Linked DNA regions of Mus musculus: regions 1, 2 and 3 are each linked to region 4. A link is a contact called in public HiChIP or PLAC-seq and Micro-C data. All regions are on one chromosome and are shown on one strand. Each heading gives the region's core, a stretch centred on a gene start, on an enhancer-like site or on the middle of the called end of the contact. The rest is flanking DNA. Distances are from core to core; before and after follow the strand shown. Region 1 overlaps Slc28a1 (solute carrier family 28 (sodium-coupled nucleoside transporter), member 1). Region 2 overlaps Alpk3 (alpha-kinase 3). Region 3 holds the start of Hddc3 (HD domain containing 3). Region 4 holds the start of Iqgap1 (IQ motif containing GTPase activating protein 1).

What was found. A called contact is a pair of places that touch in the nucleus more often than the background predicts. HiChIP or PLAC-seq counts read pairs in DNA pulled down with a chosen protein or histone mark.
Region 1: an H3K4me3 HiChIP or PLAC-seq map of bone marrow-derived macrophages shows a contact between it and region 4, with 4 times the contacts expected there. The contact joins the enhancer-like site here to the promoter of Iqgap1 in region 4. A contact is called at or near these places in 2 of 39 promoter capture datasets (hippocampal neurons and pre-B cells), 1 of 15 datasets of contacts at CTCF or cohesin (the NIH/3T3 cell line), 7 of 115 datasets of contacts at active chromatin or transcription factors (astrocytes, bone marrow-derived macrophages, differentiating embryonic stem cells and 3 more) and 1 of 9 other capture datasets (macrophages).
Region 2: a contact with region 4 is called in an H3K27ac HiChIP or PLAC-seq map of double positive thymocytes, with 3 times the contacts expected there. The contact joins the enhancer-like site here to the promoter of Iqgap1 in region 4. A contact is called at or near these places in 6 of 115 datasets of contacts at active chromatin or transcription factors (bone marrow-derived macrophages, double positive thymocytes, embryonic stem cells and 2 more) and 1 of 9 other capture datasets (liver).
Region 3: a Micro-C map of muscle stem cells shows a contact between it and region 4, with 5 times the contacts expected there. The contact joins the promoter of Hddc3 here to the promoter of Iqgap1 in region 4. A contact is called at or near these places in 3 of 39 promoter capture datasets (hippocampal neurons, liver and pre-B cells), 1 of 484 Hi-C or Micro-C datasets (muscle stem cells), 1 of 115 datasets of contacts at active chromatin or transcription factors (astrocytes) and 2 of 9 other capture datasets (adipose tissue and liver).

The regions. Positions count from the first base shown.
Region 1 is chr7:81,152,632-81,159,199 of GRCm38.p6, reverse strand. It overlaps Slc28a1 (solute carrier family 28 (sodium-coupled nucleoside transporter), member 1), which reads right to left. Exons shown (of 18, transcript NM_001004184.3): 11 at 5,675-5,800. Among named protein-coding and RNA genes, the nearest start is that of Slc28a1, 41 kb to the right of the region's middle. Within about 2 kb of position 3,994, at least 81 of the 459 cell types and tissues checked have an H3K27ac peak or open chromatin away from gene starts, as enhancers often do. A contact at or near this core is called in bone marrow-derived macrophages, differentiating embryonic stem cells and memory CD8 T cells, where this site is marked.
Region 2 is chr7:81,070,740-81,078,274 of GRCm38.p6, reverse strand. It overlaps Alpk3 (alpha-kinase 3), which reads right to left. Exons shown (of 14, transcript NM_054085.2): 4 at 1,285-1,402; 5 at 1-729. Among named protein-coding and RNA genes, the nearest start is that of Alpk3, 17 kb to the right of the region's middle. Within about 2 kb of position 2,689, at least 100 of the 459 cell types and tissues checked have an H3K27ac peak or open chromatin away from gene starts, as enhancers often do. A contact at or near this core is called in bone marrow-derived macrophages, double positive thymocytes, embryonic stem cells and 2 more, where this site is marked.
Region 3 is chr7:80,339,059-80,346,112 of GRCm38.p6, reverse strand. It overlaps Hddc3 (HD domain containing 3), which reads right to left and starts at 2,976. Exons shown (of 4, transcript NM_026812.2): 1 at 2,864-2,976; 2 at 2,519-2,574; 3 at 2,157-2,397; 4 at 16-465. The coding sequence starts at 2,975. The coding sequence ends at 335. Unc45a (unc-45 myosin chaperone A) reads left to right here and starts at 5,894. Exons shown (of 20, transcript NM_133952.2): 1 at 5,894-6,044; 2 at 6,401-6,562; 3 at 6,763-6,799. The coding sequence starts at 5,994.
Region 4 is chr7:80,799,197-80,806,417 of GRCm38.p6, reverse strand. It overlaps Iqgap1 (IQ motif containing GTPase activating protein 1), which reads left to right and starts at 3,087. Exons shown (of 38, transcript NM_016721.2): 1 at 3,087-3,277; 2 at 6,469-6,568. The coding sequence starts at 3,223.

The DNA of each region.
Region 1 (6,568 bases), core at 2,745-5,244, 350 kb before region 4:
CACGGAGGCACTGGGTCTGTCTCTATAAATCACACTGGACAAGTACTCCAGCAAGATCATAAACCACCACCAGCTCTGAGGGGGTGGGGCACTTCCAGAACACACAGTCTCACTGCTCCCGAGATAGATGAACAGCCGTCCCTCCACTTAGCTACTCACCACACTGAAATCAGAATCAACCATCTAACTAACTAACAAGGAGCAAATAGCCTGTTCTTTTAAGGATTTGTTTATTTGTTTTGTGTCAATGGGCGTTTTGCTACACGTATGCAAGTGGAGCATGCGAGCCTGGTGCCTGTGGAGGCAAGCAGAGAGCCTCAGATGTCCTGAGACGGGAGTCACAGATGATTGTGAGCTGCCATGTGGGTGCTGGGAACAGAATGTGGGTTCTCTGTTAAGAGCAACCGACGCTCTCCCCCACTGAGCCATCCTGAGAATGGTCTCTGGAAATTGATGCTTCTCAGAGTAGTGCAGTAAGGTGGGAAAGTGCCCACAAAATTGCGTGAAGAGCAGGACTGTAACTATGGGAAACACAAACACCAAATTGCCCAGAAGATGTCCAGAAAGGGCCCCTGATTGTCAGTACACTGGCTGTCCCTAGGAAGGGCCCCTGACTGTCAGCACACTGGCTGTCCCCAGGAAGGGCCCCTGACTGTCAGCACACTGGCTGTCTCCAGGAAGGGCCCCTGACTGTCAGCACACTGGCTGTCTCCGGGGAGCTGGGTTTGAAGTGATTTTCTTTCTTGGTGCTTTTTGATATCTTTCAATAGGTCCATAACTCTATACTATTTAAAAAAAAAACAGAAAAGCAAAATAGATCTTTTCTCCTTAAATTTTGCAGTAAGCCAATAGCAGTTTTTAGATTTTAAGTAGAAAGTTCTATGATGCAGCTCGGGCAGAGTGTTTGTCTAACCATGCAGGGAGCACTGGGTTCCGTCACCAGTTACTACGTGAGCTGGGAAGGAGGGTACAGTCCTGTAAATCTAGCACTCTGGGTGGAAGGATCAGAAATTCAAGGGCATCCTTGGTTATGTAGTAGCCTAGAAACATGAGACTCTGCTTTTAAAGGGCAGGGTGGGGAGATGGGGGAGGGAGAGATGCCTTCATAGTTAAGAATTCTTGCTGTCTTGCAGAGGACCTGAGTTCAGTTCCCTGCCCCACATCAGGCAGCTTGAGGTAGATGCCCTTCTCTGGACATGGTGACATATGCCTTTAGTCTCAGCAGAGGCAGGCAAATCTCTGTGAGTTTAAGACCAGCCTAATGTATAGAGTGAATTCCAGGCTATTCAGAGCTACACAGTGAGGCCCCTGCCTCAAGCGGGAGTAGGGAGAGAACGGGAGGTGAGGTTACATGGGCTCAGGCTAATAAAGGCAGAGGGCATCTGTTCTCAGGGAACAGACAGGAATCCATGAAGCTGAAGGCCTGGAGCTTCAGGCCCTGAAACCCTCCTTCTTTGTCTAAACCCCACTTGTTTCTCCTTACTCAGAAGCAGAAACCGCCTAGGGTGTGAAAATGAAGTCCCTCACGAAGGCTTGGTCCTCAGCTGCCTCAGAGCCTGGAGGGAGCTGCACTCACCAATGAGTCAATCCATCTCCACTGACTGTGAGGAAAACCTGGCTGGGAGAAGTAGGTCACTGGGGCATGCCTGTACATCTTACACCCAGACTCTTCTTTTCTGTCTCTCTGCGTCCCTGACTGCCCTGAGGTGGACTGAGGTGGACAGAACCATTCTACCACACCGCCTCTGCAATGATCCATCTCAACACAAGCCCACAGAGATGGGGCAAAGTGGGTGGAAACCTCTAAAGGCATGATCATAAGTAAAATACATCTCCATTTTTCAACTCTCTCTGGGGCACTTTGTCCTAGTAACAGAAAGCTCGCTTGCACACCATGCGAACGAACCATCAAGAGGCCCAACTCCTCTTCCCTGCCACCAGCACTAGATGGCAAGCCCAGCACCCTGATCCCTCCTGGAGGAGGGCAGTCGGGGTGGTGCCCTCTTGGAACTTTCAGGGCTTCAGTTGTCTCCTCCCTGGCAGCTCAGCACCATCGTGGACACTGCCACGCCTGAAATAGGAGGTTTCTCCGTCTGCCAGTCTAGACCCTGACCTCTTCCTTCAGCTTGAAGAGTACACCCAGCTTGTAAGCTTGGATTTTAGGGGGGACACACATTCCAGAGCCATATGGCCACAGCCTCAAATCCCACAGTGGCCGTTCCTGCTCTTGATGGAGATGCAGGACTTCTGCATGCAGGCAGTGAAGCTGGTGCTGGTTCATCCCACACCAGCCTATTGTAGCTCCCCCAGCCCTGCGTCCAGGAGCACAGTCAGGAATGCCTTCCATCTCAGCCACCCAGGCCTCCCTCCACCCTCTACAAATAGGACATGAGCACACCACCTTGCAGAATGGTATTTAGTGAGAAAGGAAACAAAGGAGAGATTTCTGGTCTGTTTTGGTTTGGGGGGGTTGTTTGTTTGTTTGTTTTTGTTTTGTTTTTTGTTTTGTTTTTTTGGTTCTTCAAGACGAGGTTTCTCTGTATAGCCTTGGCTGTCCTGGAACTCACTCTGTAGACCAGGCTGTCCTCAAACTCAGAGATCCACCTGCCTCTGCCTCACGAGTGCTGAGATTAAAGGAGTACACCACCACTGCCCACCTTCTGATCTTAATATGGTCACTTTTCAGCACCATGCTAAGTGTTTTCTGACCATTTTCATCTATCCTTTGTGGCCAGGTAAACAGTACGTCTGTTCATTTACAGATATGGAAACTAAGCAACAGAGTCGCTTTGATCCTGAGTACAGGATCTTGCAAATCCTTGTTTCCCTTGAGGGGCAAATCAATAGGAAACATGAGTGACCAACTCCTGAATGTTACCATGACCAGCCTGGGTTCAAGACCTCTGCACTGAGAGACCAGCTTGTTTGGATTTGCAGAGAAAGTTGGTATCTATCCTAGAGCCTTTGGAACAACAGCATAATTGGAAATGTATGTGGAGGTCATAATGAAATGATTCAGTCAAGTGACACTTGGTGCTGTGTGACAAAAGAGAAGACCTAGGCTGGCACTGTCCAATACAAACTCAACAGAGACCATATCTGTAATTTCACTCCTGCTACATTCTTTAGATTCAGTCTTGTGTAGCCCAGGCTAACCTCAACGTTGCTATGCAGTTGATGGTGACCTCAAGTTTGTGGTCCTTCTTCTTTACCTCCCAGGTGATGGGCCTACATAGCATGTAACACCACCCAGAAAAGCACCAACACGGTTACTGTGGCCAGCAGTCACATGTTTAAAAGTGCAAAGAAAGCCAGGCTGGGGGTACCAGTCTGTAACACTGACTATTTGGGAGGCAGAAGCAGGAGGTCACCAGTTCAAGGGCGGTCTAAGTAACTTAGTTAGACATTAAGAAAAAAAGGGGGGACTTAGCTCAGTGGTACAGGGCTTGCCTAGCATTTGGGATTGAGGCCCTGGGTTTGCTCTTGAGCAGTGAAGAAAGAATACTGGACACCTCATCTTAAACTGCCCATGTTTCAAGTACTCAGGAGTTCATGGCTACTGTGTTGGACAGGTCCTGCTACTATCCAAATACCTGCAATAGAAAGGATGTGGCCAAGGGTCAGAGGCTGAGCCACAAAGAGAAATCTGTGGACTGAGGGGACCATTGAGATGGCTCAGTAGGTAAGAGCACTTGTCATAACAAGCCCTGGTTCAATCCCCAGAACCCACGGTGGAGGGAGAGAACTGACTCCCTCCTACCCACACAAGCGTGCCTCTGACACGTGTGCCCCTGTGCTCATACACAAGCAATATAGTAAAAACGCTTTGGAAATAAAGAGACCATGAACTGGGAGTGTGGCTCAATGGCTTGCCTAGCATATATGGGGTCCTGAGTTTAAAAGCCAGCTGTACAAAACAAAGGAAAAGAACCTGGGAGGCTCCTTGGGAAGGCAGTGACAGCTAAGGCCCGGCAGGGGGCAGAAGAGAGCCTCTCTGCAGCCAGGGACAGAAGAAGTAGAGCGGAAGGTCCCTCTGTTAGGTGCTTTCCCAGACCCTGCTATGGCTGCCGCCTGGGGCTTTCCCTCTGTAGATCAGACTGGCCTCAAACTCAGAGATCTGCCAACCTCTGCCTCCCAAGAGCTGGAATCAAAGGTGTGTGCCACCACCTCCTTTGGCTTTATTTTATTTCTTTTAGTGTGGTAAGATACCTCCTTGCCTTTTAAGTCCCAGTTAATGACTAGAGGTGTCTGCAAAGCTCATGTGTCTAGAAAGAACACGGGGTGATTTTTAAAACAGATCACAAGGCCCAGAGCAAAGTTAAGATGTTTAAAGACCTTAAGATATGCAGGTAGCGTGTATATATGTCACTATTAAACCGTTTTACCAACAAAGTTTGGGGTTTCAAATTTCCTATGTTTAGGGTTTTTTTCTTTGATTTTTGAGGCAAAATAGCCTTCAGTTCTACATATAGTTAATGACCAAGGACTTCTGATCTTCCTGCCTATGCCTCCCAAGTGCTAGGATTACAGCTCTTTTTATTTTATTTTTTAAAAGATTTTAAAATTTATTTTTATTATATGTAAGTACACTGTAGCTGTCTTCAGACACCCCAGAAGAGGGCATCAGATCTCATTACAGATGGTTGTAAGCCACCATGTGGTTGCTGGGATTTGAACTTTGGACCTTCAGAAGAGCAGTCAGGTGCTCTTACCCACTGAGCCATCTCACCAGCCCCTGAGCTCTTTTTAAAAAATGAAATTGGGGCTGGAGAGATGACTTAGTGGTAAAGAGCAGTGACTGCTCTTCCAGAGATCCTGAGTTCAATTCCTGGCAACTGCATGGTGGCTCACAACCATCTGTAATGGGATCTGATGCCCTCTTTTGGTGTGTCTGAAGACAGCTACAGTGTATGTAAGATACATAAAATAAATAAATAATTTCAAGAAAAAGTAATATAAATAATATAAATAAATAATTTCAAGAAAAAAAAGAAAAAGAAAAAATGTGTACACATACACACACACAAGTAAATTTTTTCTCTGCCTATGTGAATTTAGGGTCCAATTTGTAATACTGGATTGGCCCATGAGAGGATTATGATATACATCATTTAGGAGGGCAGATCCCCAGGGAAAGCCTATGGAAAACTGAGCATGAAATTTGGAGTCAGATCTGGGTTCAGATCCTGGCTTTAACCATTAATTTATTCTCTGAGCCTCAATTTGCTTATCTATAAAACGGGGATATTAAAGCACCCAGCATAGTGCCTGATACATAATATGAGCTTAGTAAATGGAATTCTGGGAATCTGACCCAGGGGCCATTTGAAAAGTGTAGCCAGCTCTCTTTAAGCTCTGACATTTCTTAGCCCTCCTTTTCTCTCTCCCTTCCCCCTCTCTTCAAGTGGCCATGGCCAGCCTCTCTCTCCTTCTACCTTCTCCCCCCCCCCCCCGCCTTTCTACAATAAAACTCTAAAACCATTAAAAAAAAAAAAAAAAAAAAAAAAGGTCTAACCAAGTAGTTTAGCCCAGCAAGCCTGCCTTGCTCAGGCAAAGCTGGGCTTTGAGACAGAGAGGGGACATCCCATGACTGCTGTGATTAGGAGCTTGTGGGGCTTCCAGAAAGGCAGTTTCAGGGCTTTGGCATAGCCCAGCAGAGAAAAGTTCTACCTACCCCAAAGGAGATGTAGGCGCCCAGGAGGCTGCCAGCAATAGTAGCATAGCCTCCAGTCATGACAACGTGAACTTCAGAGAGTGTCATATCTGCCAGATAGGGCCGGATCAGCAGTGGAGCTTCAGTCTACAAAGAGTCAGAAGGCAAGCAGTGAGCTGCCGCGGTGGCGGCTGGGTGATGGTCACAGGTTTTTTGTTTGTTTGTTTTGTTTTGTTTTGTTTTGTTTTGTTTTGAGACAGGTCATGGTTCTTGATGAAGAATCTCAGAGGAGACAGAGGGTGGGTTTCTAGTCAGCTGAGCCTCTCTGGGCCCCATTGTCCTCCCTCCTCTGTGATAGGACCTGCATACCACCACCCTACCCTACCCGTGTGTGTTGACACTTACCGTGCTCCTCACACCCAGGCACCTCCCCCTCTGTGCTTACAACCTAAGACAGAAAGGACTCTTATTTTCCAGGGAAGCAAACAGAGGCCTGGGAAGGGATGCAAGCCCGATCTGCACAAAGGGGCTGAGCCTTCACTGGGCATTTGCTTTGGGGCTTGTGTAGAAGTCTGGGCTACTCTTTATCTAATCCAGCTATGGAGCCCTAGCATTCTTGGTACTGCTTTGCAGGACGGGGAGATGGGCGTATGATGGTTAATCTTCATGTTCAACGTGACTGGGCTTAGAATCATGGTGGAAATACGCTCCATAGTGCATCTGTAAGGGTGTGGTCAGAGAGGTGTAACTGAGGAAGGACGACCCACCCACCCTGAATGTGGATACACTATCTCGTAGGCTGGGGCTCCAGAATGAACATAAAGTAGAACGTTATAGGGGATGTGGAAATCAACCTTGTGAGGGAAAAAGTGGGATAGAGAGCGAGGTGCCTCAGGCTCCTGAGACTCCTCAGAA
Region 2 (7,535 bases), core at 1,440-3,939, 270 kb before region 4:
GTGCTTTCTATCCCAGGCCCCCGTGCTACCCGGCCTCTGGGCTGGGTCTGAGCTGGCTGTGTATCCGTGGACTTCTCCCTTCTACTGGAGTTGGGTTTGTCTGTACTGGGGACGACGTTTTCTGAAGAGCACTGGCTCCCTTCTGCCTTTTCTAACTCCAGCTTCTGCTCTCCTGGTTTAGATTCCTCATCCTTCCTTTTCTTCTTAGCCCCAGACTCCTTTGGAGGGCTGTTCTGAGGCCCCAGTTCCATGACCTCGCAGATGTATGTCAGCAAGCCACGCTCTTCGTCTTCCCCGTTCTCTGGAGCAGGCTCCCCATTGGTGGGCGCCTCTCCAGGAGCAAAACTGTTGATCAAACCCAACCCCGGGTGCTGAGCAGACTCAGTCTCTCCTTCCTGCCAAGCCGCTGAGGAGCCTTCCTCCATTTCCCTGACTGGCGTGGAGAGGACAGCCTCTTCGACTCCACTCAGTCGGCGCTTTCTTTGGAAGCGGTCGGGGCTGATCTTGCGAAGAAGCGTGTCAGCCTCCCCTGAAGCCTCTTTTCCATGCTTCCAGCTCTGCTCAATCTCCCTCATCTTGGCTGCAGCCTTGCGCTTCAACTTGGCGAACCAGCGCTGGTGAATCTTGTACTCCGTCATAGTGCCCACCTCTAGGACCCCTGAGCAGGACACGATGCCCTTGGTGTTCCGGGCAGAGGCTTGGTAGATGGCAGCATCTTCTTCCTGACACCTAGAGGTAGGAGCATGAGGCGCCATCTCTCCCCGCTCCTCCCCACAGCCAGAGTCTCTGGCATTGACCACCGGCTCCCTCCCAATCCAAGTCGTGCCCTACTTTAGGCGTCATGAATTTCCTCAGCTACAACGGAGGAAACTGAGGCCACAAGAGGACAGCTGACCAAGGTCATGCTGTCCCAGGAGGGATTAGACTCGGGGCCCAGAAGAGCTCCCTTCAGAAGCAGGTGACCAACACAGCCCTGAGAGTAGTAATGACGGCACTGTTGCTTTTCCTGGCTGCTGACCTCATGGAAAAGGTTTCTGAGGGTCAGGGCCTCCTCTGGTTGCACTCACTTGTGGCTGTCAGAAGCACGTCTGCCCTGGCCTGGGGAGATCCCAGACACTGGCAGAAAGCACAGTTCACCAGGTAGATCAACTCAGTAGTAGAGCCCTGCCCTCTAACTCCAGAGAGTGCCTGGGCGTTTCCACCCAGCTGACTCCAGGTCTGATGGCAGGATCCAGCGCAGGGCCCTCGGGAGGGCAGAGAGCCATGCCGGCCCCTCTCCCTCACCTGTACAGCTGCAGGGTGTGACGGTTGCCTTGATGAGTGATCTCGTATTTTGGCAAGCCACAGTAACGGTCCAGTTCTATGTCATCCTTGTACCAGGTCACCTCTGGCTCTGGGTATCCTGACAAGGAAGCAAGAGATTGAATAATAGTAGGTGAGATCCAAAGTAGTGGGAGGAGACGCAGAGGCAAGGGCTTCGAGCTGTCTGAAGAGACTGGACGGTTCCAGTGCCCCGGGCCCTCCGGAGGCACTGTCCCTGTCACTCAGCTCAGCTTCAGAAAGTAGGATCTGTCAAAGCAGAAAGCATTCTCCCCTCTGACTGAAAGGATGAGAACTAGGGGGAAGAGACTTCTTAGCTTTCAACTAGAAGAGAGATCTTTTATTTATTCACTTATTTGTTTATTTATTCATTTATTGGTCTCTTTGAAACTGGGTTTCTCTGTGTAGCCCTGGCTATCCTGGAACTCACTCTGTAGACCAGGCTGGCTTCAAATTCACAGGGATCCACCTGCCTCTGCCTCCAGAGTGCTGAGATTAAAGGCACATGACACCATCACTTGGCTTATTATTATTATTATTAAGACAGGGTCTTTCTATATAGGCCTTGCTGTCCTGGAACCATGTAGACTAGGCTGGCCTTGAACTCACAGAGCCCTGCCTGCCTCTGCCTCTGAGTGCTGGGATAGAGATGTGCGCCACTGCACCTGAGCCTGCAGAAGCCGTCTGTGGAGCTTTTTATGCCTTGTCTTCCATCTCTACTCCTGTTTCCTCTGCTACACTTGAACTGTCCGTCGAAGTCAACTGTGACGTGCACATTGCTAAATCGCTCGTTGATCCTTAGGCCTGACTGCCTACTTCCTAGACTGGCTTTAGCTGCTCAAGGAGCAGCAAGGACCCCCTGCTGTTGCAACCTCTAGTCCAGCCCTCTCCTCTCAACTCCAGACTGTACATTGACTTCATATCTGCACTTGACGGCCTAGCAGGCCACAGGTGTGACCCATCCGACTCCTTATCCGTATCCCAAGCCTATTCACACACAGCTCAGTAAGGGGACAACCCATCCCCCAGTGTGGCTCAGGCCACAGCCCCGAGTCCTCCTTTTTCCTTTCTTCTCACACTCACCCTGTCAGATAGTCCTACAGGCTCACCCTTGGGAGCAGACCCAGGATCTGACCATTTCCTGTCACATCCTAGTCCCCACCACTTTCATGCCCCACTTGGGTCCCAGGGAGACCTTCCTTGATGGCCTCGCTGCCCCTGTCGTGGCCTCTCTTCAATTGGAAACGCCACAAGCAGAGTGTGACTTCAGATCCATCTACTCTCAGCCACACTCAGAGCACCCCAGGAGCCCCACCTCACACAGGCACACACAGTCTGCACCCTGTCGCTGTGGCAGTGACCTGATCTCATCTCCCTCTCCCATTTGTGAGCCGCACCCCCGCCTCAGTCTTGCTGGCTCACACTAACAGCCCAGGAGGCCACATCCTGCGCCACTCTGCTTCCTGTCTAACTCCTCACAGAGGCCTTCCAACAGCCTGTGCGAGCCTGTGGCTCTCTCCCCTCAGCCTTGCTGTCCTCCCTCGTCTTGCATCTTTCTTCCTAGAGCACACTGCCATGAGACACACTGAGCTTGTTAATTTGTGTGTGTCCTGTCTGTCACAGTGTGCCCATCACAGAATATCGAATATTGGCTTCGTGACAGCGGGGACTTATCTGTGTTCGTCAATGCTGCATCCCCAGTTCCTAGAATAGTGCCTGGTAATGCAATCCACAATAAGTAAATATTTACCAATGAATACATCAACTGTATGGAGAACTATGGTCCAGAGAAAGAAGCGAGCTCCTTGGCTGGGGATTTGGTCTTGGATCAAGTAATACTGAAGGCATGGGTGCATACCCCCAGTCACCAGCCCCTCCCCTTCCCGCCACTAATCACACCTTAGCTTAGCTCCTTGGCCATCTCTCCTACTAGACCCAAGACTCAAGTGGGCAGGAGCCATCCTGTGTTCACTACCGTATCTCTATCGCCTGCACCAGTGCCTGCATAGCGGTTCCTCCATAACCCCCTGTCAGAGGAGCAAGCAAAGGAGTAAGGAACAGGAAACAAACCCACGGGAGCCCCATCCGAGGCATATGAGGAAGGGCAAAGGGCAAGCAAGGGAAGTCGAACATCAGCGGGGAGCAGGGGAGGCAGGGCTACAGCCGGCTGGGCCAGGAACAAACTGGGCTGTGCTGGCTGTAAACTGAGCCCTGTGTTTCCACTGTGCGCTAAAGCCCTGGGTTACATCACTGTGCGTGTGGCTAGGGCAAGCACAGGTGCTCTCACCATCTTGTGGGATGATCTCACCCACCAGGGCCTTGGAGTCTTCTGCCTCATGACCTGCCCGGGAGGGACATCCTCAGCCTGCAGTCCAAGAGAGGCTGGAGTGGGGCAAAGGCCTGGGACAAGGAGGGGAACAGGGAGTGGCCTACACAGCTGAGCCTGAGCCACAGGAACACCCCATAATTCTGCCAATAATGGGGATCAGGGCTTCATAGCAAGAGTGGCTTTGAAGCTGGGCGGTGGTGGTGCACGCCTTTAATTCCAGCACTTGGGAGGCAGAGGCAGGCTGATTTCTGAGTTCAAGGACAGCCTGGTCTACAAAGTGAGTTCCAGGACAGCCAGGGCTGCACAGAGAAACCCTGTCTTGAAAAACAAAACAAAACAAAACAAAACAAAACAAAACAAAACAAATGGCTTTGAAAACAAGATTATTTGTAACGTGCTGGTTACTTCCTGGGTGATGGTTACTATGTTATATAAATACACAAAAGCTCAAGAGGATTATGTCCTTAACTCAGCTCCACACATACTTCCATGCATGGTACACATATGCAAACACACACGCAAACAGAGGGAGAGGGAGAGGGAGAGGGAGAGGGAGAGGGAGAGGGAGAGGGAGAGGGAGAGGGAGAGGGAGAGGGAGAGGGAGAGGGAGAGGGAAAGGGAGGGAGAGGGAGGGAGGGAGGGAGGGGAAAAGAGAGAGAGAGAGAGAGAATGAACTCTGGGAGAGTTCAAAATAGAACCTGAGCCTGTAGCTTTCCCCTGCCCCTTCACAGCCTATGGTCTGCTGCACAGCTAGCAGGCTCACCTAGGGAACCCAACTTGGACACCCACTGTCTTTTCCAGTCACTCCTAATTTAAAGAAACTCAGAGTCAGACAAATAGGAGTTTAGAGTTTTAAGAGAACTAACTGTCAGATATGGAATTTTCCCTGGTTCCTCTGAACTCAAATTGCTCACATTTATTGAGGAAGACTTAACTGTGTGCCAGAAGCCAAGAGACAGTCCTCACGCATGTCCCATCTACTCTCAGATCAGAATGCTCCTAAGGATGTAGTCACAATCCCCAGTACAAGACATCGAGACCCACACCCAAGGTTTAGAGCTCTTGCTGCACTTGCAGAAGCCTGGAGTTCAGTTCCCAGACCCCACGCAGTCCTGCAAAACCACCTGAAACTCCAGTTCCAGAGACTCTGGCGCCCTCTTCAGGCCTCCTAGGGCGCTGCTACACACATGCTATACATAATATTCTGGAGCATACATGCATTAAAACAGTTAAAGGCTTTTTTAAGTAAGGGAAATGAAAAGGAAATTAAGGCTCATGAGTTAAGACTTCTACAAAAGTCACCAGTGAGGAAGCAGAAGGGCCCAGACTCCAATCCCTCTCTGCTATGCAGTGAGCGCTGTGATTCCTGCTTCACACAGGAGAAAAGCAAGCCCCACCGGAGCTAAGGGAATTACTACCCAGGGCTACATGGCTGTCAAATGACATAGAAACTTCCCTTCTCTAGCATTCTTCCCAATGAGGACTCTAGGGCCAGTGTATAACATTTTGCACCTAAAAGTCCTCATATTAGACTTATTTGCCCAAAATAGGATTCTTTCTCTTTTCTTTCTTTCTTTCATTCAATAAATGTGGTTCTTATCACAGATTAGGTCCCTGGCTTCAACCTACCTACCTCTGATGTTTTCTTCTTCTGCCTTAGCATGTGAATAAGCACATACGTGCACATACACACCCCAATACAGAATGCACCCCAGAACTGAAGAGAGTAGATGGGGAGGCCACCACACTGGGCAGAGATGAGCAGTCTCAGACAGTAACATTCCAGCCTAAAGAGGCCTGCAGGAGCCAGGAGTCAGATGGCCCAGCCACTGTCTGTCCCCACAGTGAGTGAAAGAATGCTGTAGGTCTTGTGTTCCTGCTCCAGGTCCGCAGGGGTTTCCCTCCCAGAACAGCCAGTTCCCTGTTCTCCTGCTACAGCTAAATCTTCCTCCCCGAGACAAAGTTCCAACCATAAGGAAAACATCATCTTCGCCTGGCAAGGTCCCAGAGTCGGGGCTGACACATCCTACCTCTGTTGGGGGAGGGAATGCTTCTCCCAGGGAGGAAGAACAACTGCCTCCGCTAAGACAAGCAGAGACAGCAGCAGCCTTACACAAAGGCCAGTCTCAGCCACTGATCAGCCAAGAACACCTCTAGACTGAGATCGAATGTCTAACGCTGTCTCCCCAGTTCCTGGCACCCTCCTGTTTCCCTTCCCCCTTTCCCACAACCCACTCTTGGTGATACCATGGTGACCTCTTTCTAATCTGCTACAGAAAACTGAATGAACTCAGATCTGGGATCCATGTGGGATGAGGAGGGAACAACAGCGACTGGAGATGTGGATATTGTGGCTGCCCAGAGCCCTGACAACTGCACAGACTCAATTGGTAGGTGCGCCTCAGTAGGAGACCATGGCTGGGCATCATGAGATACAGGGATAAGACAAAGAAACAAACAAACAACAACAACAACGTTGCTCCTGAAGTCCATGACATGGATTTGCTGGTGAAGGTGCTTCCTACCCAAGCCTGCAACCCAAGTCCCATCCCTGGGACCCACATGATGGAAGGACAGAACCAACTCCCAAATCATTCTCTGACATTCACACTATGGCATGTGGCACAAACACACACACATACATACATTTAAAAATAGTTATTCCTTTGGGCTCAGGGTTTTAAAACACTTGCTGTGTGAGCCTAATGACCTGAGCTCAAACCCTAGCATCCAGGATGGAAGGCGAGAACTGACTCCTGAAAGTTGTCCTCTGACCGCCACACATGTGCTTCAGTATGTCTGCCCCCATGCTCACATACATATCACACACATACATGTACTGCCTGGTTTTATGTGCCAACTTGACACAAGCTGGAGTTATCACAGAGAAAGAAACCTCCCTTGAGGAAATGCCTCCATGAGACCCAGATGTAAGGCATTTTCTCAATTAGTGATCAAAGTGTGAGTGGTGCCATCCCTGGGCTGGTAGGCGTGGGTTTTATAAGAAAGCAAGCTGAGCAAGCCAGGGGAAGCAAGCCAGTAAGTAACATCCCTCCATGGCCTCTGCATCAACTCCTACCTCCAAGTTCCTGCCCTGTGTGAGTTCCTGTCCTGACTTCCTTTGGTGATGAACAACAATGTGGAAGTGTAAGCTGAGTAAATCCTTTCCTCCCCAACTTGCTTCTTGGTCATGATGTTTTGTGCAGGAATAGAAACCATGACTAAGATAATACACATACACACACACATACCATATATACCATACACACATATCATACACACATGCACACATACATACACATGCACACACATATCATACACACATCATGCCACATACATGCATGCACACATACATACCATACACACAGATACACACACATAGCACAGTACACATATCACACACACACCACAGTACACACATATCACACACACTAAGAATAATAATTCCTCAATTGCTTCTTTGGGTTGAGCTTGAGGCGGAAAAGACTCCCATGGGGAGATTGAGAGCATTCAATAAAACGTCCCAAGATTCTGTACACCAAACTGGAGTCTGGCAAGTCCACACTGATTCTGAGAAACCATGGCGCCCCATGCCTGCTTTCCCTGAGGCTCCTCATACAGGTCCCCACAGCAGATACTGCCACTGCCCCACCCGAGCTGCTGCTGAGATGAGCCAAGTGGAAAAGATACTAATTTTGTCATCAACATGGCCAGGGGTCAGGGAGGTCCTGTGGCAAGTGAGTACTGTGGCAGTTCCTGAGAGGCACAAGCAAGTCCCACATGCACCCTGTCCTTACAAATCTCACGATCCCAGAGGAAAAAAATATGGCAAAGTAACTGAGCGACGGAGGATGAAGCAGGGACTCTCCTGGAAGTGCTGAGGCTG
Region 3 (7,054 bases), core at 1,727-4,226, 460 kb after region 4:
AGAACAGCAATTTAAGCCTTTACCTAAGTGCTTTATTTTCCACGACTAAACCACGGACGCTTATTCCAATCTTAGGTCCCTGAGGGGCCAGAGGTCTCACCATGCAAACAGACCCAAGACTTAAAGAAAGGCTGTTAGTGCCTGGATGGAGGGGCATATCTGCTTTCCATATTCCGGGCCCACCTTAGTGAAAAAACACAGACGTTTTTAGCCTGTGATGTCAGGGTTGAGTGATGGAATGTGGGAAATGAGGAGGCTCTGGAACGCTGCAGTAAGAATCCCATCTTTCCTGGACCTTGCTGGAGCCATGCTGCAGGATGGCACAGAGAACGGCTCAGAGCGTCAGCCCTCGCTCCTCGAACAGCTGCTTTAGTGCCTCTTCCAGTTGCTGGTTTGTCCCTTGAAGCCCTTTTACCACCTGGGCTGCCCACTCGAAGTACTCCTGGACTCGGTGTTCTGACCATCCTGCACCAGAGTGGACAGAAACCTGCTTGTGTGGTGTCAAGGGCAGCATCGGCTTTTGCCTGTTTCCTGGCAGGCTTTGGTACAAGGCCGTGAGTTGCGATGGCATGATCTGACAACTTCTCCATGACCCAGCAACTCTGTTCCCACCTTAGGGAAGAAGACTATTCTAGGAGGTTGTACTGGCTAATTTTGTGTCAACTTGACACAGCTGGAGTTATCACGGAGAAAGGAGCTTCTGTTGAGGAAATGCCTCCATGAGATCCAACTTGCTTCTTGGTCATGATGTTTGTGCAGGAATAGAAACCCTGACTAAGACAAATTGGTACCAGGAGTGGGGTATTCCTGTGACAATCTGACCATGTTTTGGGGAGGACTGTGGAAGGACTTTGGAACTTTGGGCTTGAAGATCCATCCGTTGTTAAGAGCTCTGTCGGATGTCATGTAGGAGCTTGGAAGATAATGTTGAGAACACTGCAGAAGATGGAGCTCTGGTTTGTGAAATTTCAGAGGGAAAATTAAAGACTCTTTTCAGGGCCATTGCTGTTTTGTTTGTGAAGATTCTGTAGTTCTGGTTAGCTGGGGCTGAAGAATCAGCTGTGATTAACAAGATACCAGAACTACCAAGCAAAAACTTTGCATTACTGGGACTATTGATGCTGGTTAGCTGGAGCTAAGAAATTAGCGGTGATTAAGAAGAGACCAGCATCATTGAGGTGACATCTTCTGGGAAGTGTTTTCTGAAAGCACAAAGAGGCAGTGTTCCAGAGATGGCCAAGGATGTACTCCTGCTGCAGTGGGACTTGGTAATATGTAAGGGTCACCCAGGTGGTACTGGTTTTGAAGGCATGAAGGGGTCACGCAAAGCAGCTGAGGTTCGGTACTGTGAGAGGCCATGGAAGGCCATTGGTGAAGGTGCAGCCTCAGTTGCAATTGAAGGCCCAGGACTGAAGGGGTCATGCAGTGTTTTGGAGATGCCAGTACCATGAGATGACCACCAAGAGCAGCAGCAGCAGTGGGGTACAGGCATCTGGAGCCTAGAGGACGATGCGTGTGCTACAAAGGGCCTGGCTGGAGAAGTTACCCAAGCCCTTGGAGGAGCCCAGAAGATCGTGAGTTGGATCCCAGACATTGGACGGTTGGAGATTGACTTTTGCTTTTGATTGTGACTGTGCCCTGATATTTTCCCTCTTGAAGGAAGAAACTGTTTTAGTGGAGCCCACAGTTAAGAGACTTTTAATTGTAAAAAGACTTTGGATTTTAAAAGAGATGGATATTTTAAAGAGATTGAAATTTTAAGAATATGTAAAGGCTGTGGGACTTTTAAAGTTATTTAGATCTTGGGGATGAATAAGATTGTAAGGGTTGAGGCTTACTAGTGATGTTTTTGTGTGTCAAGTTGACAAGGGGTCAATTGTACTGGCTAATTTTGTGTCAACTTGACACAGCTGGAGTTATCACGGAGAAAGGAGCTTCTGTTGAGGAAATGCCTCCATGAGATCCAACTTGCTTCTTGGTCATGATGTTTGTGCAGGAATAGAAACCCTGACTAAGACAGAGGTTTAGTCGGAGGTGTTACGACCACCCCTCCCCACTCTACCCCCCGACTTATTTCTGGGAATCTAACCAACCTGTATTTTCAGAAGCTGGCCATCCCCTCCCCCTCTCTCCTCAGAGCCAGTAGGAGAGCATACCTGTAGGGGTGCAGCGATTCAGGTCCCTCAGATTGTATAGCTTGTCTGCCAGCTTCACCAGTTTGGCCCCTGGGCTGCTGTGTGGTGCCTGCTCCACCTGTTGCCGCTTTCTTTCCAGTTTGGGCAGAGTCTTGTCATCTGTTACCTCCTCCACCAAGCGTCGAACCTGTGCTCCAAAGTGCAGCTCTACCTCATCCAGGGTAGTATCTGTGTCTTCTACTGTGTCATGGAGCAGGGCGGCCTGGGGATAGGTTACCATTCAGCCCAGTGACACTAACCTACTAGCCAAATAAATAGCACCCATTGTTCAACAGTACTCTGGTTTCCCGCACCAGCCTCCTGGCAGAGAAGGGTAGCCTTACCTGTAACACCACAATATCAGTGATTCCAGCCTCATGGGTTAGGATCCGGGCTACACCTGGCAGGGGCAAAGCAGAAGTCAGTCTAGAAGGAGCCAGATGTAGCACCTCACCAGCTGGATGACCTTGGAAAGTCCCTTACCCTCTTGGGATATCGACTGTACCAAGGGAGCACTCCTGCCTTCTACCCCAGGTGAGGCTTACACGCATAACGCATGAAAAGTGGTTGATACAACGCTTGGGACTCGAAGAAGGCGCTCAGTAATTTATATGCGCTTTGTGTTCCCGTCCCAGTTAGTCCCCACCCGCCACGGGCCGCGAGGGCTGCTTCCCAACTGGCGCGCCCACCGATGGGGTGATTAATGTAGGGAGTCCCTTCAGGATCTTTTCGTCGCTGCTGTCGGTGTTTGTGAGCGGCGAAGTCAGCAGCCTCCAGCAGCTGAGCTGCCTCCGAGCCCATTGCGCTGGTGGCGCGAGGGACTGAAGCTTCGGAGTCCGAACAAATCACCTATAGCGCCGCCTGGCGCTTCGGAGGCTCGGAGAACGGAACTATTTCTAACAAGCTGTAATTCATTCATCCCCCCTCCCCCAACGTGTGTGCGCGTGCGTGTGGATTATAGAGGCTATAAGTCTCCACCTTAGTTTTTGGAGACAAAGACTCTCCTTGAACCTGTAGCCCAGGTATTTAGCAAGACTAGCTACCGAACGAGTTTCAAGGAGTCTCCTGTCTCTGCCTCCACAGTACAACAGGCGTAGGTTGCCATCCCCAGCTTTTTTACCTGGCTATTGCAATAATCTGAAAGAATGCAAGTCCTTATTCTTGTGCAGCAAGCACTTTACCCACTGAACCATCATCCCATTCTCAACGGAGGTTCTTTAAAGACCGAGATCCTGGATATAGAAGTTTTCAACAATCACAGCGGCTGGTGCAGCGTTCTCCCCACCATGCCCCAGGACGTAGTAGAACTAACAGTCTTTGCAGAAAAGGGAGACAAAACCAAAAGTGATAGTTTCACAGAGTGCTGGGTACAGAGCTGGAAGGCACGGGTGGCCGTGGGATCGTGGGGGGAAAGCCCATTTTATCTAGCCTGGGAGGCAGAGACAGCGTCTTCCACGAGAAAAAGGCCATCTACAGCCTGGCACAACACCCAGACCGTTTTCAACGTGCTCCAAACATCGCTCTCCTCACAGGGTCAGTCTCTGTTATCTTGGGCATCTGAACCTAACATCTTGGCCCTAGAGATGCTAGGATTTGACCTGGAGAGTTGGATCTTGCTTAATTGCTTCAGATGTGGGCTCCTGGGACACAACACTGTTTCTACAGAAACCGTTTGCATTCATCTCTTGAATCATGAGGGAGCCTGCTTCAGTCCCCAGACCTCTGCTCTGGGCCCTTGAGGTAGTGAGTCTTGTCCCCGCGGTTTCAGGAGCATAGTGTTGCCTAGCTTGGGTAGGCACTGGAACAATCCTTCTCTCTTTACCGGCCATCGAGCTTTGGATCTTCTGGAGAAATCCCGTCTTGGCGTTGGCAGCTCTGAAGTATGAGGGATAAGCAAGACCTTGGCATCTCCCCAAAGGGTTCTGAGAAGTGGAGACAGCCAGCTGCTAAGTGTATTCCACCAGGCAGGTAGCTTTTGTGTCTGGGCTGGCAGCTGGGGAGATAAGGCTCAGGGGAAAGCCTAATGACTGGACTCTCTGACAGGCTTGGTGGTTGCCATGGCGCTGCAGTTACAGAGGGATGCCCCACAGGCTGAACAGAGGTCTCTGGGGTCTAAAATGGAATAATCCATATCCCCCAAGGTGTCCGTGCAGCCTAGAAATTGAGGAATGGGTAGATAGAAACACAGTTGGCTTCACACGCTCATTTCATTTCTTTCTTTCTTCTTTCCTTTCTTTCTTTCTTTCTTCCTTTTTGACAATGGCTCAACTTTTTCTCTCCTGGCATTCCTTTCCTCCCTTCTGCTTAGGAAATCATAGGCAGTTTAGAGCCAAAGGCCTCACATTTCCCAGCAGATGATAGGACCCAATCACTCTCATCTCTCCACAAGCTTATAATAGAGGAGTTTTCACCCCTGCAAATCTTGGGACTTTAATTTCAGCTTCCTTCTTGTCTGTAGCCAGGGCTTAGAACCCCTGTTGGATTCCTAGGACTACGACTGAGGTGGAGGCGACTTCTTATGGGCCTCCAGGGGAGAGGTCCAGGGCTCCTGCTGACAGGCCTGTGTGGGGGACTGCTTTTCAGTTGGATGAATCTTGCCCAGCCAACCGACCTCTCAGGTATAATACTTTCCCTATCCTCTGAGGGTGACTTGGGGTACGGGAGATCTGATGGTGAGGGGTGGAGAGAGCCTCCTCTTCTCTTCTCTTTGGGACTTGGACCCCATTTTGCACTTTGAGCAGGGTGAAGGGGATGTGGGTAACCTCCCTTCTCTATAGACGTCTTGCTTCTCTCCAGCCCTGGCTCACCACCCCCATTTGTGCCAGACTACACGGGATGCAGAAGGCGGCCACTACCCTGGTTTTTTCTGTCCGCGCCTCTCTGACACTCCCGAGGAAGCCTACTGTTGCCACCTGCAGGCTGCCGGGGGTTCCTGCTGTACCCTGGATGAATTTGAGGCCCTGTACCAAGTTAACTTGTCTTCGCTTCAGCCACCACCCATCCTCAGGTAAGAACTCTAGTCCCGGATTCGCAGAACACTGGCAGAGTGCTCCCGTGTCTTGGGCACTGTCCTTGAATTCTGCAGTGGGAGACTTGTAGCTTCCAGATTAGTGGAGAGGAAGTCACTAAATCATAATTACAACCAATGCTGTAAATGAAAACAAGTAACAGAAGCTGCTTTGTCTTAAGGGGTTTGGACGGTGTTAATAAAGAGGATTTGTTAATCTTGGACACATTGTAGTAGGAGGTTTAATTCTGAATCTGCCGCGTTTGTCTTCAAGGTACTTGCGAGCTCCCAGATTTGTATGCAAAATATGTGTATGCATCTGTATTTATCCCCTGCTCTCGTGGGACTCTGGGCTCTGCAAACCCTGACTTGTAGCAGCCAGTAGACAACCTTGAGTCTCTCCTGTCTCCCCAGGGGTCCAGGCCCGCTCCTAGCACTGGGCATCTACACTCTACTGCTGATGGCACTGATGACTACAGATTTCGTGCACTTCTGCCGTGGTCGGGGACGGAGAGAAAAACAAAACTCCAGCGGCTGCCGCCGCCTTTCCTTTAGAGCCTCTTCCGCGCGCCCTCTACAGGTTCCAGTGGGAACAGACTAGGCGCTCGTGAAGCAGCCCTGAGCCTGAGCCTGCGCCTGCGCAACGCGAGTACCCCGCCCTTGCACAGACCCAACCACTTCTTGGCCTCGCCTTGTTTAGCGTAACACTGACGCATTGCTGGGGCGGGGCAGTCGCCGGCATCTCGCGGATCCCAGGGACACCTTTGCTCTAAAGACTGCGCCTGCACTGGCTCTTGGAGCTTAGCTTCGTGATGACTGTGAGTGGCCCGGAGACCCCCGAGCCCCGACCTTCCGACCCCGGGGTGCGTACTGATTCTCCTGTGCCATCTCCCCTTTCACACATGCGCCTTCGCACCTGGTCGCCGTCACCTTATTCTAGCCCTTCACGGGACTCGGCCAAGACCCGGCTCTTCTCCCAGGCGCGCTGCTCTGCCCAACGCCTTTCTCTCTCTCTCTCTCTCTCTCTCTCTCTCTCTCTCTCTCTCTCTCTCTTCTCTCTCTCTCTCTCTCTCTCTCTCTCTTCTCTCTCTCTCTCTCTCTCTCTCTCTCTCTCTCTCTCTCTCTCTCTCTCTCTCTCTCCCTCTCTCTCTCTCTCTCTCTCTCTCTCTCTCTCTCTCTCTCTCTCTCTCTCTCTCTCTCTCTCTCTCTCTCTCTCCAGGCCAGCTCAGCCGAGCAGCTGCGGAAGGAGGGCAACGAGCTGTTCAAATGCGGGGATTACGAGGGCGCCCTGACCGCCTACACACAGGCCCTGAGTCTCGGCGCGACGCCCCAGGACCAGGCCATTTTGCACCGAAACAGGGCTGCTTGCCACCTCAAGCTGGTGAGGGGATCGGGTTGCTCTAACCTGGTTCTACCTGGGCCTGGGATTGCCCATAGCCGCTGCTGTTTGTGCACCAGTTGGGCATTTCCTAGCCACGCACGATTGCCAGAGGTCTTTAGGCGTGGGTAGTGGGGGATCAGGTGGTTCAGCAAAACAAGGGTGCCATTGCCACTCTCAGGCTCCTGATCTTTCTCTTACAGGAAGATTACAGCAAAGCAGAATCAGAGGCGTCTAAAGGTAGGGTGGGTGTGGGTCCTCATATGGAGCAATGGGGTCTTCTGTGGTGGGAAAGGACTCTGGGGCCACCGAGCCATCCCTTTCTCCTCCTCTGGACCCAGTCACTCGTCTTTCTACTTGCTTTCCCACTTCTTCGGCCTTTCCTTTTCTGCAGCCGCCCTCACCTTTTCTGAGGCTGAAGCACCGAGCTCCACATTCGTACCCCTATCTTCCTTTGGCCCTCGAGATCTATCCCTACTGCTCTTGCCTGGAGAC
Region 4 (7,221 bases), core at 1,838-4,337:
CTTAAAATTTGAAGTCTGGTTCCTATTGATCATGTATCTTTTACAGCATCAAAAAAATTGAAAAGAATCTCTTCATTTGTTACTTTGTGTTGCTACAAGTTCTTACTATGTGACTCAAGCTGGCTTCAAATTTGCTATTCTCCTGTCTTAGCCCTCCCACGTGCTATGATTAATGTATGTGTACCTCCATGCTGAGTGGTGATTAGAGCCATTCTAAGACCAGGGGCTATCAACTCTAATATCCAGTTCCGTATTCTCTATTCTTAATTGCCATTTATAGTTCAAGGGCAGCCCACCTATGGACTCATATACTAGTAAGGTAAAAAGATGAGCTGAAATAGTTACATGTCACTCCTGATCCTCCTGCCCTCTCTCTCCCAAGGAACCATTACCACAGACTTTGTATCTGTCTCTCTACAAATCCCAGGCTGGAAATCACAATGGAAGGCAGGCCAGGCTGGAGTGGCCCTAAAGAGCTTCAACCCTGTGCTCAGTGACCTTAGACCAGAATTGCTCTAATTTTCATAGCAGAGATGGCAGGACTAATTCTCACATTCAAGATGGCTCCTATTAACCTAGAATTGTATAGCATAGGACCTGGACTGCCCTCCTTTGAACCTCACGAATTATACACCTAGAGCTGTACACACACACAAAAAACCCTCATCCTAACATAGGAAGACACCTGTCTCTTTGTCCCATGTGACCCCTTTACTATTAACCTACAGGTAGTTCTCGACTTGCCATTAGATAATTGGATAAATTAAAAAGAAAATCAAATATAGTTTTGTAGACATTCTTTTAAATGCTTGAAGATACAGAAGTAACCAAGTTACTGAGTGTAACCCAAATTGTTTGGTTTTCAAAAAGCTACTGGTATTGTCTGGATAGATGCCTCAGAGACGGAGGGAAAGCAGTGGCTGCTCTTCCACAGGACTGGGGTTTGATTCCCAGTGCCCAGATGGGTTACAATTGGCTGTAACTCCAGTCCCAGGGGATTTAATCCCTTTCTCTGGCATCTGAGGGCACCAGGAATGCACATGGAACAGAGACACATGAATAGACAAAGCATCATACACTGGGGCTGGAGTTAAGAGCTGATAAGGGGACCTGGGTTTGATTCCCAGTACCCACATGGTAGCTGACAACCAACTGTAACTCCAGTTTGAGGGGATCTCCTACCTTCCACTGACCTCAGATGCCAGGTAACCACAAGGCACACATACGTACATAGATAGAACTAGGGCCTCATGCATGCAAGGCAAGTAAGTGTTTTGCCTCTGAGTTTTATCCCCTGCCCTCTTGTATGCTTTCTCTTTCCTGTTTCTTTATAGACAGAATCTTGTACACACCTGCCTACCCCAGGTTTCGAACTTGCAGTGAGGACTTCTGCCTCTGCCCCAAGAGTACTAAGATGACTGGTGTAGTGCAGCTGCTTATAGATTGTAAGTTATCTTCTTCCTTTAGGAGCTCAGGGCTATGGGTGTAGCTTAGTGGCAGAGGGCTTGACTAGCGCATGTCAGGGCATGGGCTGTATCCTAAGCACTATATAAAGTTCTTAACTTTTCATTTATTTATCTTGACACACAGACACACTCTCTACACATTTCTGGCTGTCCTGGAACTCACTATGTAGACCAGGCTGGCCTTGAACTCACCGAGATCTGCCTGCTATTGTCTCCTGAGTGCTGGGATTAAAGTCGTGCCTCAACATGCCCAACTAAGAAGAAAGTTTGTAAGGAAAGAGCTAGTAAATTGAAAATGGCTGGAACAAAGAGCCTGGAATTGGGTTGTAAAGGTGCCCACCTGGCATGGGAAAGTACACAAACTGCACTGTGAAGGGAGTAACAGGAAAAATTACATCTATGACAAGAACTCGGAAGCTGGGTGTGGTGGCACATGCTTTTAGTTCTAGCAATCAGGAGGAAGAGACAGGTGGATCTTCAAGGGTAGCCTTGCCTATTTAGTGGGCTCCAGGACAGCCAGAACTACATAGTGAGACTTGTCCCCCTTCCCAAAGAACTCCGTACTTTGGAAAGAGCATGCTGGCAATCATGATGATCTGGTTGGCACAAGTGAGAATAGAGATTATGATGATCAAAAAAGTGTTATCACAGGTGGGGACAGAAACAAAACTAGATGCTTCAGAAATAGAGGTGAGTCGAGGAACCTGGGGTGTGTGTGTGACTGGTGATGGAACACTTCCAGAGAGTGGGGCAGGAACAGGATCAACGTTTGACAGGTTTTAGTGTCTGTGAGAGGTCCAAAAATGCACGTTAGATAGTTTGGAACTACTGAGGGGCTTCTAGATGGTCTGGATTGTAAGTAGAAGCCATCAACTGTTTATGGTGAGGGTAAGAGTCCTGAGAATGGGACTTTTACTTTATTATTATTATTATTATTATTATTATTATTATTATTATTAGAGCCAGTGATTCACTCCAATCCAGGCTGGTTCAGAATAGAATTCGGTTGAATACTGGCACTTTAAAAGATCACAAGGGTAAAGAGACGAGGCATCCTTATTAATAGGGTCAAGATAACCCCCCTAAGATCTTGCAGATTGTAAAGAGCTGATAAACAGCTCTTCCGCGTGAGCATCGTCATCCCCCAGTTTAAGAGATTGAGCAGTTCTATTCTTTAGCACTGTTGGGGAGAACAGAGGTCAGATTGACAGAATGTAGCAGAGAGTAGGAGTGGGAGTCTTTCCTGACAGTGGGTCCTACTTGCTTCCAATAATCACACTCTGGGCCACTTGCAACGGCTCCTTGAAGGAGCCGCGGTGCAGAGGGGGTTAACTCAGTTGTCAGGAGAAGGCAGGCGCCTAAAAACATTTGGATTTCAAGCTGTAGACATTGGCGGCCTTTTAGTCAGAGCCGCAGATAGGGCGACAGCGGAGGAGTGTCGGGACAACGGACCAAGCCGGCCTAGGGACTCGCTACAGCACCCCGCCTCCTCGCTTCCGCAAGTGGAGAGCGAAGAGGGCAGGGGCGGGTCCTGTAATACTGACCACGCCCCTTCCGCTCGCTCCGGGGAGCGCAGCTGGGCGTGGACTCAAGGGCGGGGTCTGCGGGGCGGGACCTGCAGGGTGGGGCCGATGGCGCGGGGCGGGGCTCTGAGGACAGCGACAGCCCGCGCACTGGGCAGGAGTTACTGCTGCTACGGTCGCCCGCGTCTTCAAGGTCTCTGCGCTTCCTCACCGGAGACCTGGACTCGGCCGCCATGTCCGCCGCGGAGGAGGTTGATGGCCTGGGTGTGGTCCGGCCGCACTATGGCTGTGAGTGCCGAGGGCTTGGGGGTGCGCGGGCGAGGGACCAAGCTCGGGTTTTCCCAGGGGCTCAGCCGGGCGGGTGCGCCGGGTGGCTTGGGACCGCACGGACCCGGAAGAGCAGCTGGCTGTATGGCTGGTAGCAAGGTTGGCGCCCGAGCCTTCTCGAGCTCCGGAGGCGGCGGGTAGAAACCTGGAGGCCTCTGCCTTCGCTAGGCGCTGCGGCAGGGGAGCCCCACCCAGCTCCTCCACCGGTTAGTTCTACTGAGATTGGGGAAGACGGCCTAGGGTGAGGTGGCAGGAGAACTGACTGTGCAGGGCGTGTCCTGGGCACTGGACCCAGGGGTTCTGCTCGGGCGTGGTGGGAAGGTGCTGCCCGGATTGCTGCCTGCGAGGGTGACCCAGGGCGCAGACCCGCGCAGCCTCAGGCTAGCTGCGAGGTGCAGTTTTAGGCAAGCAGCTTATGCTTTCTCCTGCTGGGTTCTTTCTTTAGCATTTCAAAAGTAAAATTAAAACATAAACACACCCAAACCGGCTCCCCCCACTTCCTCATTTTCTGTGACTATCCCTGCAACCTTAGTAAACTAACCAGCTGTACGTGGGATAGTAGTTACAAGAGGATCCCTTTGAGTCCCAGGTTTAGATTTTATGTTTTGGGAAAAGTACTTTCTTAAAGGATACTTTAACACATCCAGTTATGCATTGGATAGTGTTATAATGTGTGCTACGTTTGTGAAATTAGGGATGAAAAAGATCAAACAGTGCCTTCAAAACCTGTCCGAGAAAGAGACAGGTGTACAGAGATTGATAATTAGATGAGGGGTTGGGAATTTAGCCCAGTGGTAGAGTGCTTGCTTAGCAAGTGCAAGTCCTCAGCTCCAAGAAAAAAACCAATAAGGTGCAATAAAGATAAACGATGCATGAACTAACTCTAACTGGGTATAAAGAGTAATGGGGGTGAAGAGAAGGGACTTAACAAGGCCATGGGAAGGTAGGTGCTGACTTTTAAACAGAGGCTTGGAGGATGCAGTGTGGGGCAGGGTGAGCAAGACATGACTTTGAGAGGGCAGACACAAACTAAATATGGTATTGGAGAACATAGGGTTACTGTACGTGGAAAACCGAGGGCATCGAAGTGCAGAGGTGGAATTGAAAGGGAGAGGAGAAAAGTAAAAAGGATTTCCCGAAGTAGCCCAGGCTAGAGTGAGAATAGCTCTGATTGCCTTCCCAAGGAGTTATCCCTTGGGAAGACAGTGGAGAAGGCAGATGGCTACAAGGTAAAGTCCACAGGCCCTGGAGTCAGGTGGGCTGCAAAGGCCCTTGATTAGCCCTCTGACTGAGTTCTTCCAGCCTCAGTATCCTCAGCTGTCAAATAGTGGTGATCACAGGATGGGTCTGGGCTAGAGTAGGAGCATGTGTGTAAACTGTGTAGTCCAGGAGCTTCGGTTATGAAGAGAGGGGAGAGTGTGACCAACAAGGATAGACTATAGTTGATGCCTCTTGAAGCTACAAGAAAATGTAGTACATATATATTTAAAACACTTAAAATTTTGGTTCCTTGATAATTTCTTTTTTAAAGATTTATTTATTTATTTTATGTATATGAGTACACTGTAGCTGTACAGATGGTTGTGAGCCTTCATGTGGTTGTTGGAAATTGATTTTTTTAGGACCTCTGCTCGCTCTGATCAACCCCTCACTCAGGCCCAAAGATTTATTTATTATTATAAATAAGTACACTGTAGCTGTCTTCAAACGCACCAGAAGAGGATGTTAGATCTCATTATGGGTGGTTGTGAGCCACCATGTTGTTGCTGGGATTTGAACTCAGAACCTTTGGAAGAGCAGACAGTGCTCTTACCCGCTGAGCCATCTTGCCAGCCCCACATAGCATGTGTTTTTTTTTTTTTTTTTTTTTTTTAAAGATTTATTTATTTATTTATTTTATGTGAGTACACTGTAGCTGTCTTCAGACACACCAGAAGAGGGCATCAGATCCCATTATAGATGGCTGTGAGCCACCATGTGGTTGCTGGGAACTGAACTCAGGACCTCTGCAAGAGCAGTTTTGACTCTTGACCACTGAGTCTACTCCTTGAGAATTTCATAATATAAAAAATGAAATGTGATCATATCTATCTCCTATCTCTTCCCTCCAGTGATTTATCTGAAACTGTATCTCACTGTATAATTCTGGCTGACCTGAACTTACTGTTTAAGACAGTCTGGCCTTGGACTCAGAAATCTGCCTGCCTCTGCCTTCCAAATGCTGGGATTACAGGCTTGTGTTATCACACCTGGATCTTTTTCTTTAAGGAAATTCTTTTATGTGTTTGGGTGATTTACTGGCTTGCATAATGTCTGTGCACCATGTGTGTACCTGGTACCTGCAGAGCCCAGAAGAGAATGTCTGATTCTCTGAAACTGGAGTTATAACTCATGAGCCTTCCTGTGGTGTGCATGCTGGGAATTGAACCTAGGTCCTCTGTAAGAACAGCCAATCCTCTTAACTGCTGAGCCATCTCTCCAGCCCCTAGGCTCTCTAAAATAAAAAATAAAAAAACCCCACTAAGTTCAGCTAGTGCTGTCCCTGTGTGTATGCGTATCTTGACTGTCCATCGGGCATGGGCAGCTAGCTAACCAGTGGCCTCTTTCCCATATGTACATAAAGAAATGATTTTATATGTATGAGTGCATGCATGTATGTATGTGCAGGACATACATACCTGGTGTCCTGGAAGGTCAGAAACAGGGCATTGGATCCCCTTGAACTAGAATTACAGATGCTTGTGAGCAGCCTATAGGTGTTAGAAACCCAGGTCAACAAGTGCTCTTAACTGCTGACATGTCTCTATGACCCCTTACCACCCCCCACATATAATATATAATATATAATATATAATATATAATATATAATATATAATATATAATATAATATATAATATATAATATATAATATATAATAATGTGTATGTGTGTGTATATATATATATATGTGTGTATATATGGTAAGATGAATGTAGTTGAAACCATATGGTTTGTTTTTAGGAAAATCATTTGTAGTGCCCCTGGCTACCCATATATCCACTAGTTAGCCTGCCTTTCTAGGTGACTAGCAGCAATTTGATGGTGGTGGCCTTCATTTATTGCTGAGGAAAGTTACAGAGCTTGGTGTTTACACTCTTTCCTTTCTGTTTTAGCCGTCCTGGATAATGAGAGGCTCACTGCAGAGGAGATGGATGAGCGGAGACGGCAGAACGTGGCTTATGAATACCTTTGTCATCTGGAAGAAGCAAAGAGGTATGGAGGGACTAGTTGGAGAGTGGCCTGGGAGAAGGAGCTGATGTGCTGTGCCTTTAAAAGAGTTGTTTTCATTTCTGTGTATGGTTTCTGGTATCCATGTATGGCTGCCAGTGGAGGTTAGAAGGCCTTAGATCTCCCTGGGGCTGGAGTTACAGTCACCTGATGTGGGTGGTGGCAGCCCAGCTCTGGTCCTCTGAAAGAGCAGCAAGTGTTCCTAACTGCCGAGCTGTCTACCCAGCCTCCACAGGTGGCTCTCTGTGTGCATTATGTTTTAGGTAAGAGTGTTGGCGGCTGGCAGTTGAAAGGGTAAGTAGGTAGGATAAGTGTAGAGTGTTTATTCATGGGAACAAGTGGGCCGTGGTGGGTTATGATGAAACACTCTGTCGAACACTTGTGCCTGCTGAAAGATCTCCACAGTTGTGTTTTTCAGCCTTTCTGTTTGTAGTGGTTGTTTTGGGTACTGCCAGCTGTCAGAAATAACGTTTTAAGTTAGGGTTTGATGTTCTTGATCTTCTCAGTGGTTCCTAATTCTTCAGGGTTTTGGTTTGTGTATTGAGCCCCATCTCCTGGTGACTCATGGAGTGGGTATTAGGTTTAGGGGGCTGGTAAGGGTGGAGCTGAAAGGGGCTGAGGACATACCTGAGTGGTAA